Regions from separate parts of the Danio rerio genome. Here all the other regions are linked to region 2. A link is a contact called in public Hi-C and Micro-C data. All regions are on one chromosome and are shown on one strand. Each heading gives the region's core, a stretch centred on a gene start, on an enhancer-like site or on the middle of the called end of the contact. The rest is flanking DNA. Distances are from core to core; before and after follow the strand shown. Region 1 holds the start of ccnd2a (cyclin D2, a). Region 2 holds the start of cnot1 (CCR4-NOT transcription complex, subunit 1). Region 3 holds the start of tigara (TP53 induced glycolysis regulatory phosphatase a).

Region 1 (3,664 bases), core at 820-3,319, 330 kb before region 2:
CCCTTAACAGCAGTAGGATTAAAATAAACACTTAAATTCACATTTGAAGAAGTTATGCAAACAATTAATAGAAATCCCTCCGGGAAAATTACTAAGTTTTGATTTTCAAACAATATGCTTGGTGCTTACCAGCAGTTCTTGCGGTCTGATTGAGTTATCAGTGTAGATACACAGCTTCTCTGCAGTTAATGGACGCGTCTCTTTCAATTTAGACGCAAGAAACATGCAAACTGCGCCGAGCAACTGCAAGTTACATTTTCTTGTTGGTACCACCGCTAAAAATCGGTCCAAGTAGTTCATAGCCAGTGGAAAAACTTCTTCCTCGCATTTCTGTTCCTCGCAGACCTGGAAAGGGCAGGGCATAACTTAATAAGTTCAGAGGAAAAGATGCACGTGGCGCAACAAAATTTGTGTAATTTAAATGACTCTCAAAGACTTTACATCTAAAAAATAATTTTAAGAATAAAACGAATAACGTAGTATTGTTCATTTGTTGCATTGAAAAGAGGCTGTAAATCTTAACGTTAAAATTGAGATAGATTCCAAAACTGTGAAAACCCTGTCTTGTTGTAGTTATAAAGATATACATTTATTGTGGACTCTAACATCTGTCAATAGGCTCACATTCCTTTGGTTCATTCAGTAAGAAATGAATTCAAGTCACAATCACCCGAGCCAAAAAACACCCAAGCAACACAGGACTGGATCTGTTTTTTTTAATTCGTCATATTTTCATAAAATATTTAAAAATATAAATAAATTGTTTTTGTCAACTAATCTTACCTCTAAATATTCAGCTATCCTTCTTACATCATTCCCGACAATTGACAAGTTATTTAATCGATGTTTTTTATGATTAAAACACGTTTTTCAAAACGAAGTACCATGCGGTCTCAGATGAGTGCGTCACCATCGAACCGAAATATTCTTTTTAAATATTTTTATAAATTGTCCTGGTCGATTCACCTGACAATTTAAAACATGAAAATAAAGCTAAGACCCCCCTCTATCATTTCCATATGTCAAACATAGGAAATATGAACGATTCCGACAAGAACTGAACTTAATTCCAAGGATAGACTTCGATCAGCATGGGTTAAGAAGCAATGCGGGCCGTCGCCCCTTCCGCAACCATACATTTAAAAAAATGTACAAAATTATAGAAAAGCAATCACCAACATATTCTACCATAATTATATACCCTAAACGCTCATCTACAAAGCCATGCACATGTTAACAGTTGTTATGATCATTTTGTTGCGATAAAGTTGTTGTGAGGAAAAAAAACAACATGGCGATGGTAAGCTGTAGCACAGCGGCAAGCATTGAAGTGCATACGTGTGCATGGAAATATTTATCTTAAAAATAAATAAATAATGTTAAGCAAGGTCCTATCCTCTGTGTTAACGTAACTGAAAACTTTATAAAATACGCGCTTGAGATCACTGACATATGTCGATAACCTCCATCCCTCTGCAATCGTGAACTTGGTCCAAAATCAGCGCTTATGGCTGCAATAAAATAGTAAATAGCCCAACAAAATCGCATTTGCTTTTTCGGAAATGTTAAAGCAGCTTCTTTAGTTGCATTCTACAATACTTACATGACAGAATGGAAAATGAAACGTTTGCAAGACGTGTTGAAGATACATGTAAGCACGGAAATGATCGGGTACAAACCTCTAACATCCATGTTGCCACCATCCTCCGCATAAAGGGCTGAATGTCTTTCTGAACGCATTTAAAATATGAACACTGAGGAAGAAACCTCTCTTCGATGGTCAGCAAACTCTGTAGTACCCTGTCATCATACAGAAGATTCGGATCAGGACGGGCTCTTATAATGGTGTCCATCTCGAGACAAAGCAGTTCCATGATTGTTACAGTCCTTTTCGACCTTTAATACGGCTACAAACAGTGAAGTACAAAAGTTGCGAAATGTCAAAAAGAGCAGAAAAGACTTCTCGGGTACATCAAATCAGTCTACTGGGCTGTCCAGGTTAGTCCTGATCCTTTTGCAAACTTTTCCCCACTAGTCTCTTTCTCTGCTCTGCTCTGCTCTTCTCGCTGCAACATTTGAGGTCTGCAGAACTCTGACGCAAGCAGACCTTATTATTGGCCAGACGGAACATGCTCAGTCTTCCTCTGCTTTTCCTCCCCTCTTGCTCTGGTTATAAGAGAATCGATAGCCTCCACACGATGGATAAAAGGACAACATTGGCTGGTGTATTCATGGATCATGCAAGATTTTAATGTTTAGTTAACTCGTGTATTTTTTTTAAAATGACAACACAAACTCACTGCAACCAACGCAACACCAAATGTTTATAAATCTAATAGGCTATCTCAAAGTATTTTAAAAATAAAGTGGTTTTGGTTTTGAATGTATTATTTTGCATACATTTTTATACCCATGCTCTTGGTGTCATGCAGACATTTTCATTACTTTGATTTTACAAATTAACAAAATAATGGTTAAAATGTATTGTTTTTTATTTAAGGGCGCTAAAACTTCACCTCGTCATCACAAATTAGAAATAGAAGCTATGAGCTGCAACATGTGGTCAACGAGATAGCTTTCTAGGAAATGCAGCGAAAGCATGAAGCAACACTAGTCAGATATATCTGCTGAATAGTTAGTCTCTTTCCTCTATTATATAATGCATCGTTACATCGAAACCTATATATATATATATATATATATATATATATATATATATATAGGATTCGAAAAGCCAAGCCCCGAAAGGTGATGCAGCATTTCAAAATTGTAATCTACCCCAATACATGCAGATCAACATTTATAACTCACAAACTCAATCAGAAATTCATTTAAATTGCAAATGAGACATAGCATGTTAAACATTCGCTGGGAAATCTAAATTAAAAAGCGATTCAAAGACTTTTAAGAGAACATATAGCTGCGTTATTGATAGAGGTGCATCTCAAGGTTCTCAAGCTTGCTGGAGTGATTCTGAAGAACATAACAGACCGCAGCTATGAACTTTTGCAACAGTTTGCTTCGTTTCAACACTTTTAAATGTGCTAGGAAATGTCTCTTTAAAACATTTTTTTTCGCTGTAGATTGTTCCTCCCCTTCTTACATAGCCAATAGTTCTTCTTCACGCGTTTGAGGCTTTCGGATTTGTTACTGGGCAGACTTTCTCTGTGCAAGTTCGCATTCTAAAGTGCAGAACCTAATCTATTTTACCGATCACCTGATGAACACTGCTAGATCCCAGAGACTGCCTCACGCAGGTGTCATGAAAAAAATTTGTAGCCTTAAAATCAGTCAGAGCATTTTACCCTCAGCAATGCTTTGATCAAATCAGAGATATAAAATGATAAGGCTTGGAATTATTTTAAATAGAATAATACGGATTGTAATTTGTGCTACAAAGGCAAATAATGCCTTGAAATAAACTATATTAAAGTAATAATTTTAAGATTATTTTGCTCATAAATCCAGACTTTATATTATGACATTACCTCTACCAAAAACAGTTTTAGTCATTCTAAATTAATACAGCATGAAAAATTATGTCAGTCGCCGATATCATTTGATTTAAGGATGAATAAGCAAGTCCAGTTCCACAAGCGCTAACACATGTTGTAATTTCATTTTCTTTTTCAAACATGCGCGTTCTTCATATAAACTGCGGTAT
Region 2 (3,284 bases), core at 110-2,609:
CTTTATTATTTTACATTTTAAAAAAGTTTGGAACTACTTCAGTGCGAGTAAATTGTCGTTTTTGGGTGAACTCTCCATTTAGTGTTATGCTACAACTGACTGATTTAAACTCTAAATGGTTTTTAGAGCAAACATCAATTTTCATACTTTCCTACAACAATGATGAACATTCCAGGCCCATAGCCAGGGGGTTCGGGTGGTTTGAAAGACCCAGTCCCCACTGACAAAGGTGCAGAATTTGTCCCATGCATGACCTCATTTCTTTTATTTTGACTGCTATTCTGTCATAAATTGTGAACAAAATCCATCGAAGAAGACCGAGTGGAATCCTCTGTTGCTGTCGTGACTTCAGCTGATGTGTTCTGGCCAGTGCAAACATTTATTTTTCATGAGTCCAACATCTGTGCCAGAAAACATACAATTTGACGAAAGTTAAGCTATCGTTCACTACTGACCTACTGTATTGTTGCTAAATAAAGAAAACTACAAGAAACTTCTATTCTAAATCGTGGAACTTATTCATGAAACACAGGCAGCCCATTTTACATTTAATTTTAATAATAATCAGGCTATTGTTTTCTGTGAATTTTCAATTGAACTTTTTACAAGAGACAAATCAAAAATAATTGTGAAGCTCTACATTAATATTGTTTATTTTTTTATTCAAATGACCAAATTCTAACTAAGGTAATTTGAATGTGCTGGTTAGATTGTTATTTGCCTAAATAAATTAACATAAGATGCATTTAAAAAAAAAAAATATATATATATATATATATATATATATATATATATTTTTTTTTTTTTTTCTTAACGATAAATCACATAATAAATTAGTATTTTAAAGTTTTTTTTCAAAATCTTAAAGAAAATTTTTTGGTACATCAAAAATGACCAGCTATTTAAACAAAAAGGTGCTTAAAATATTATTAGAATGCAGTATTTAAACCTCATAATGAAATAGAAGATGAGGCGAATAACTGCAAAAGGACTTTATGAGGGGAAAAAAAGAACCATCGTTATCACCACCAGGCTGGCTATGGGCCTGCATTCAGTATACACTCGATGTATTACATCAATAAACTGTGTTTTTTAGAGATATGTTCTTGTTTAGAAAAAAAAAGAAGCATCTTCTTACAAATCTCCGTTGTTGTTGTAAATCCGTTCACACAGCAACAGGTGTGTGTTCGCATCTGCGCAGATCTCCGTCTTTTTATAGTGTTTGTGCGCACAGGGAGAGGCGGGGCGCGGTGGCAGCGCGCATCACTTCATATGTTGCGTAGTCGCGAGCTCGTGCGCGAGCTCAATAAGCACCGCACTGGGTGCGCGCGCGTGCCGTGACAGTCGCCATTTTATTTTGAAAAATCCAAACCGAACCGAGGGAGAAAGCGACCTTTTATCCGTCAAGATCAGAACGAAGAAACACGACGAAAATGATCATCCGCACGTAATTTTTCCAGGATCGAGGTAACGCGTCCACTCTCTGCGCTCGGCGCTGCGCTATAATCCCCCAAAGCGCTGGGGATATAAATTGGTTATCATATGTTGTCTGCTCGGCTAATTTAACGTTAGCTTGTTAGCGTGTAGCTTACCTTGCTTGTTTAACGGCCAAAAACTCCTAAGAAGCAAATTTGCCCTACGCGCGGGATGGTGGAAATATCTGTAACGGCCTGTAGGAGTTCGGTTGGTGATATGAATCACATTAATTGTGGAGAGCCTTCTAGTCATGACCAGGGCTCGTGTTGGTGCTACATGATCACTGGTGTGATTTAGACTCCGAGTTTGGTTTCTCCAACCACATAAATGTGTTGAGTGAGGCCCAGTAAACAGCAGTATGGCTATATGCTAAACTGCATGGCTGCTAATGTTCACTAACACTGCTTTACACAAACTTCCATGTTTACTATCATGTAGTACACCACTAACGTTACCAGTGCATTTATTACGCCTTTACATGAGTCAGGCTGCCAGATATTCTTACTAGAAGTGGAAGTGTGTGCCAGTGTTTTACTAACACTTGACTTGCATGAGATCATCATGGGTTGAAGATGCATAAGAACCATTTTTGTGTATTTCTAACGTTAATGTCCTAAACAAACCAGACGCCAGGTTCCTGTCAGTTAGGTGAGCATGTCGGGAACAGGCTAAGTGCTCGTCACCGTTTGAAACAATGAGGTTTACGCTGTTAGCTTAGCCTAGCTGTTAGCATGCTCTGGATTAGCACGACTGTTACTGAATCTGACAGAAATTGTGGTTTAAAATGCCGAGAGAGTTTGTTTTGAGATGATTAGAGCCATTGGCTGATAAACGCATTTAGATTGTGTGTTTTAGGGCACAACTGTGTACATTTTAAATGTGTAAACAAAAAGTTTGGTTTAAGATGAGTTAGCACTAGGATTGCTAACGGTGTTTTCCACAGTCGAGCTGGGAGTGTTTGAGTTGAACTGAAATGTTAGTTACGAGCTTGTGAATATAACCTGATAATTTGTTATGCAGATTGATTTGTGTTTATATTATCTATTAAATGCATTAGTTAGTTTGGTTTTGTGTTTAGCTTTTGCAAACAAAACTATAACGCTAGTTTCTGCTGTTCTTAGCATTTATTTGAGTTTATTTGATTTTATTGCTTTTATTTAATGTTTCAAGGAAGTACTTTTTGTAAAAAACTCATTTGAGTTGTACAATTCACACCTGCTTATATTACTTTACTAAACGCCACACTTCAGTTATTAAACTCATTATTATACAGCTGTGTCAGTTAGTGTTGCATGAACCACAAACACTTAAAGTTTATTTACTCGGTTTGTTCTACTTGAGGCCTGTGAGCGACTGAGGGGGTATGACTTCCGGTTTTGCAGCTGTATCGTTCTGTTCCTCCTAGCACGAGATAAATAAAACAGAAAGTGACTTAAAAGTGAAAGGATGACATTTTTTGCAGTTGACTGTTTCTCTGAGATTTTAATAAATAATGTAGTGTGTTGAGGAAAATAAATATCGACAGTGTTTACTAACTCGCATGTCATTACATTTATGCTTTATTCTGTGCTATTTTTCATGTCAATAATGTTCACACTGGAAAAGTGTTATTTAAATGCTCTGAAGATGCACTTAATTAACTGAAAGAAGCGTGAGGTGTACTTTCTGAGTGTAGTGAAGATAGACATGTAAAATAATCATGTAAAATTTAACATGTATTAGACAGGGAATTACATGGTGCTATACTAAGAACAAATCCCAATTCTACCCCTTAAGCCTGATTTATACTTCTGCGTCAAACACCGGCG
Region 3 (3,405 bases), core at 877-3,376, 350 kb before region 2:
CGTAGAGATAACATATGTTTTAATTTTCTCTTTAAACAATTACCTTGTAAAAGGCCATCTTTGTTGCACTGCGTCTCACCACTGGCAAAAAACACATCACAAGTAATCAATAAAAGCTTTATTACACACTTCATTACCCTTCATTATACACTGCAAGCCAGCACACCTTTGTTGTTGAATAAAAAGAGGACCATTTGCCAAGGCTGTGGATTATATGTAATACTTTTTTCTCAAACATATTCATTTTTCTTCATGTATCATCAGAAGCAATGACTGAAATGAATTATGGTGTTTATGATTTTTTTTATTTACATTATATGCTGCTTATTATTATGTATAAATAAATATGAGGTTGAGAAACTTAATAATAAATTTAAAAAATTGGGTGAGCCTTGTTTTTTTGCAATTATTATTATTATTATCATTATCATCATAATAACCTTTTGACTGCCCCTCTACACTCTCAGAACTAAAGGTACTTGATCTGTCACTGGGATGGTACCTTTTTTTGTAAAGATTTGTGCCTAAAAGGTCCCTATTGATACCTCAAGTGTACATAATAGTACCTAAAAAGAACATAAGTGTTCCTCTTAAAATTTGTAGGTACTAATATATACTTTTGAGGAACAAATATGGACCCTTCAAGTACAAATGTGTACCTTTTCAAAAGGTATCACCCCAGTGACAGCTCATGTACGTTTATTTCTGAGAGTGGCTTTATAATGGCTTTATAGGTAATAGTCCTGTAATTTAGGTCATAATCTTGTTGCACTACTACACTTGATTTTGGTTTTATTGTAACCCCCACCCTTCAAAAAATGTTAAATGAGACTTGAAATATTTTATGGCATACTTAAAAAAAAAGGTGATTTTGTATTCAAAAATATATTATTTAGACTTTTTTTATTATTAATTGGTCTTATACTTCATATTTTCATGTTTTTCATAGTATATGTATTAAGTCCAGTACTTTTACCATAATCCGACATATCAACCATTTGGTAGATACCTCTACCATTTGGTTGAGGTATTTTAGAAATTATGGAATGCATTGAGTATGTTAACTAGTGACATTAGGACATTTTTTTCTTGGTGTAGTTAAATTGATAAAGCAAGTTTTCTTAAACTATTGATCTTTATCCATCTAACTATCCATCTATCTGTCTATCTATCTATACACACACACACACACACACACACACACACACACACACACACACACATATATATATATATATATATATATATATATATATATATATATATATATGTATATATATATATGTATATATATATATGTATATATATATATATGTATATATATATATGTATATATATATATATATATATATATATATATATATATATATATATATATATATATATATATATACATACATATATTTATATACACATATATATACACACACACACACACACACACACATATATATATATATATATATATATATATATATATATATATATATATATATATATATATATATATATATATATATGTTAAAATATAATATATTTTAAATATATGTAGCCTATCTGTCTATTTAACATATATAGTGAATGTAGAAGTTGCCGTTTGAGTAAGTTTACCTCTGACCTTTCACTAAAGATGGATTCGTATTGACCTTTAGGCATAAGCTACAACAACACGAGAAATACAATATGAGGAACCCTTATTGCCTCTAGAGAAGCTCTAATGTTACTTACATTACATTACCTAGGTTACTCAATCTGTGGCGTGATTTTAGTTAACTTATAGGCTACTATACTGTATACAGCGCTTTACATACGTTAGAACTAACAACTTCTAAACTGCTCAAATCACTTTTATTTACAATTACTTAACCAATTGTGCAGTGTAAATAACTATGAATAGAACAAATCACTTTCATAAAGCAAACAAAACAGAACTTACTGTCGGACTACTGTTAAACCAAAGGCGAGCATGTCGCAGACGCGTCGTGAAAATAATACAATATCTTCACCGTTGATATCGAACTCGGAGTCAATAACAAGCTTTCAGCCCTTTTTACGTTTTCAAATAGCCGCCAGTTGTTGCTGATTTTGGGTCACAGCTCTCTGACAGCTCTTATCCCGGTGTTTGACAAGCCGGAAATGTGTACGCATGCGTTGAGATCCGATTCAATTTTACAAATTGATTCTTTTTGAACGGTTCAATCAACACTTCAGAGATCCTTTAGATTCAAGGCTTGTACTCAAGTTTTACCGATACAGCTAACGTTGTTAATCATAGTTTTTTTATTAAATACATTTTGTATTTAACCAATTGGTTAATTTTGTGCTCTTTAGTTTGTTGACGCTGAAACAAAATCATTCACATACGCCGCTTCTTGGTTTATTAAACTGTCATTTGTTTAGGCCATCTCTCTTGCCTTGGTATGATAAAATTCATAATACAAATTTCTCCAGGCTGTAGCCTAGCCTATCATTCATCTGATCAGTGAACCAGATCAACCGACTCCTAAGAAGATTCGACTCAATGGAATGATTCGTTCCCTGACGTAAGCCTCGCAGTCATTCGCGGGCTTTGAAATTGTTTAGTTTGTCATTCATCGGTTTTTATTTTAGACTGCATCTCACCAACATTACTCGACACAAAGATATGCTGCTCTACATTATATATTTAAATGCACACAGCTATTTCTCAGAGAGGCATCCTAAAACATGAAAGTCGACGAAACTGTAACAGCTTTAACCACAGTTATTGACTGAAATAAGGAGAAGAGAGACGTTAAGCTTCTTTCATGGTAAGTTTAATTGACCTTAGCATACAGCATGTACTCTCCTTTAACTTCATTCATGCTCTCAATGACAAATGATTTGAGGTGAACATAAATCCAAAGAATACCAACATAGTTGCTAAGCCCTAATGAGTTGAATGACAGGAAACATTGCTGAACAAAAAAAGTTCAACGTCTGTTTCATTTTTGAATTGTGTCATTTTCATCCGGTTTGTGTCTGATTATTCACACTTTCTCCACAGTTATTCTTAACCAGGTTATAACATGTTGGATAGTTATTTTCACCTCCACAATTTCCAATAAATGGGAAGAATAACATAGGACCAACATAGCACCGCGCTCTTTAAAGCAGATATTAACTGAACGGAGGTTGTGCAACAGACATTACTGAGGTACATGATGTGGTTATAGTGGAGGGAGGAGGCCTTTTCTCAGTGTTGATGTTTATTTGCTATTTACAGGTTTACTGGTCTATCTCCTGACATGAAATGAATACATAAGACATTGTTGACCATTCGCCATCTCCTCCATCCACTATTGCTGATGTCCATGTGGGAGCCTACTTGTTTACATTGAAATTCAGATTCCACTGAATTTACTACACCAGACAAAGCAACATTTT

What was found. A called contact is a pair of places that touch in the nucleus more often than the background predicts.
Region 1: a contact with region 2 is called in a Micro-C map of caudal fin, with 3 times the contacts expected there. The contact joins the promoter of ccnd2a here to the promoter of cnot1 in region 2. A contact is called at or near these places in 2 of 18 Hi-C or Micro-C datasets (caudal fin and hematopoietic stem cells) and 1 of 4 datasets of contacts at active chromatin or transcription factors (embryo).
Region 3: a Hi-C map of hematopoietic stem cells shows a contact between it and region 2, with 3 times the contacts expected there. The contact joins the promoter of tigara here to the promoter of cnot1 in region 2. A contact is called at or near these places in 2 of 18 Hi-C or Micro-C datasets (caudal fin and hematopoietic stem cells) and 1 of 4 datasets of contacts at active chromatin or transcription factors (embryo).

The regions. Positions count from the first base shown.
Region 1 is chr25:17,921,178-17,924,841 of GRCz12tu, forward strand. It overlaps ccnd2a (cyclin D2, a), which reads right to left and starts at 2,070. Exons shown (of 5, transcript NM_001089445.1): 1 at 1,680-2,070; 2 at 130-345. The coding sequence starts at 1,874.
Region 2 is chr25:18,254,478-18,257,761 of GRCz12tu, forward strand. It overlaps cnot1 (CCR4-NOT transcription complex, subunit 1), which reads left to right and starts at 1,360. Exons shown (of 49, transcript NM_001079951.2): 1 at 1,360-1,467.
Region 3 is chr25:17,904,334-17,907,738 of GRCz12tu, forward strand. It overlaps tigara (TP53 induced glycolysis regulatory phosphatase a), which reads right to left and starts at 2,127. Exons shown (of 6, transcript NM_001039836.1): 1 at 1,937-2,127; 2 at 44-81. The coding sequence starts at 1,968. It also overlaps a transcript of ccnd2a not described here.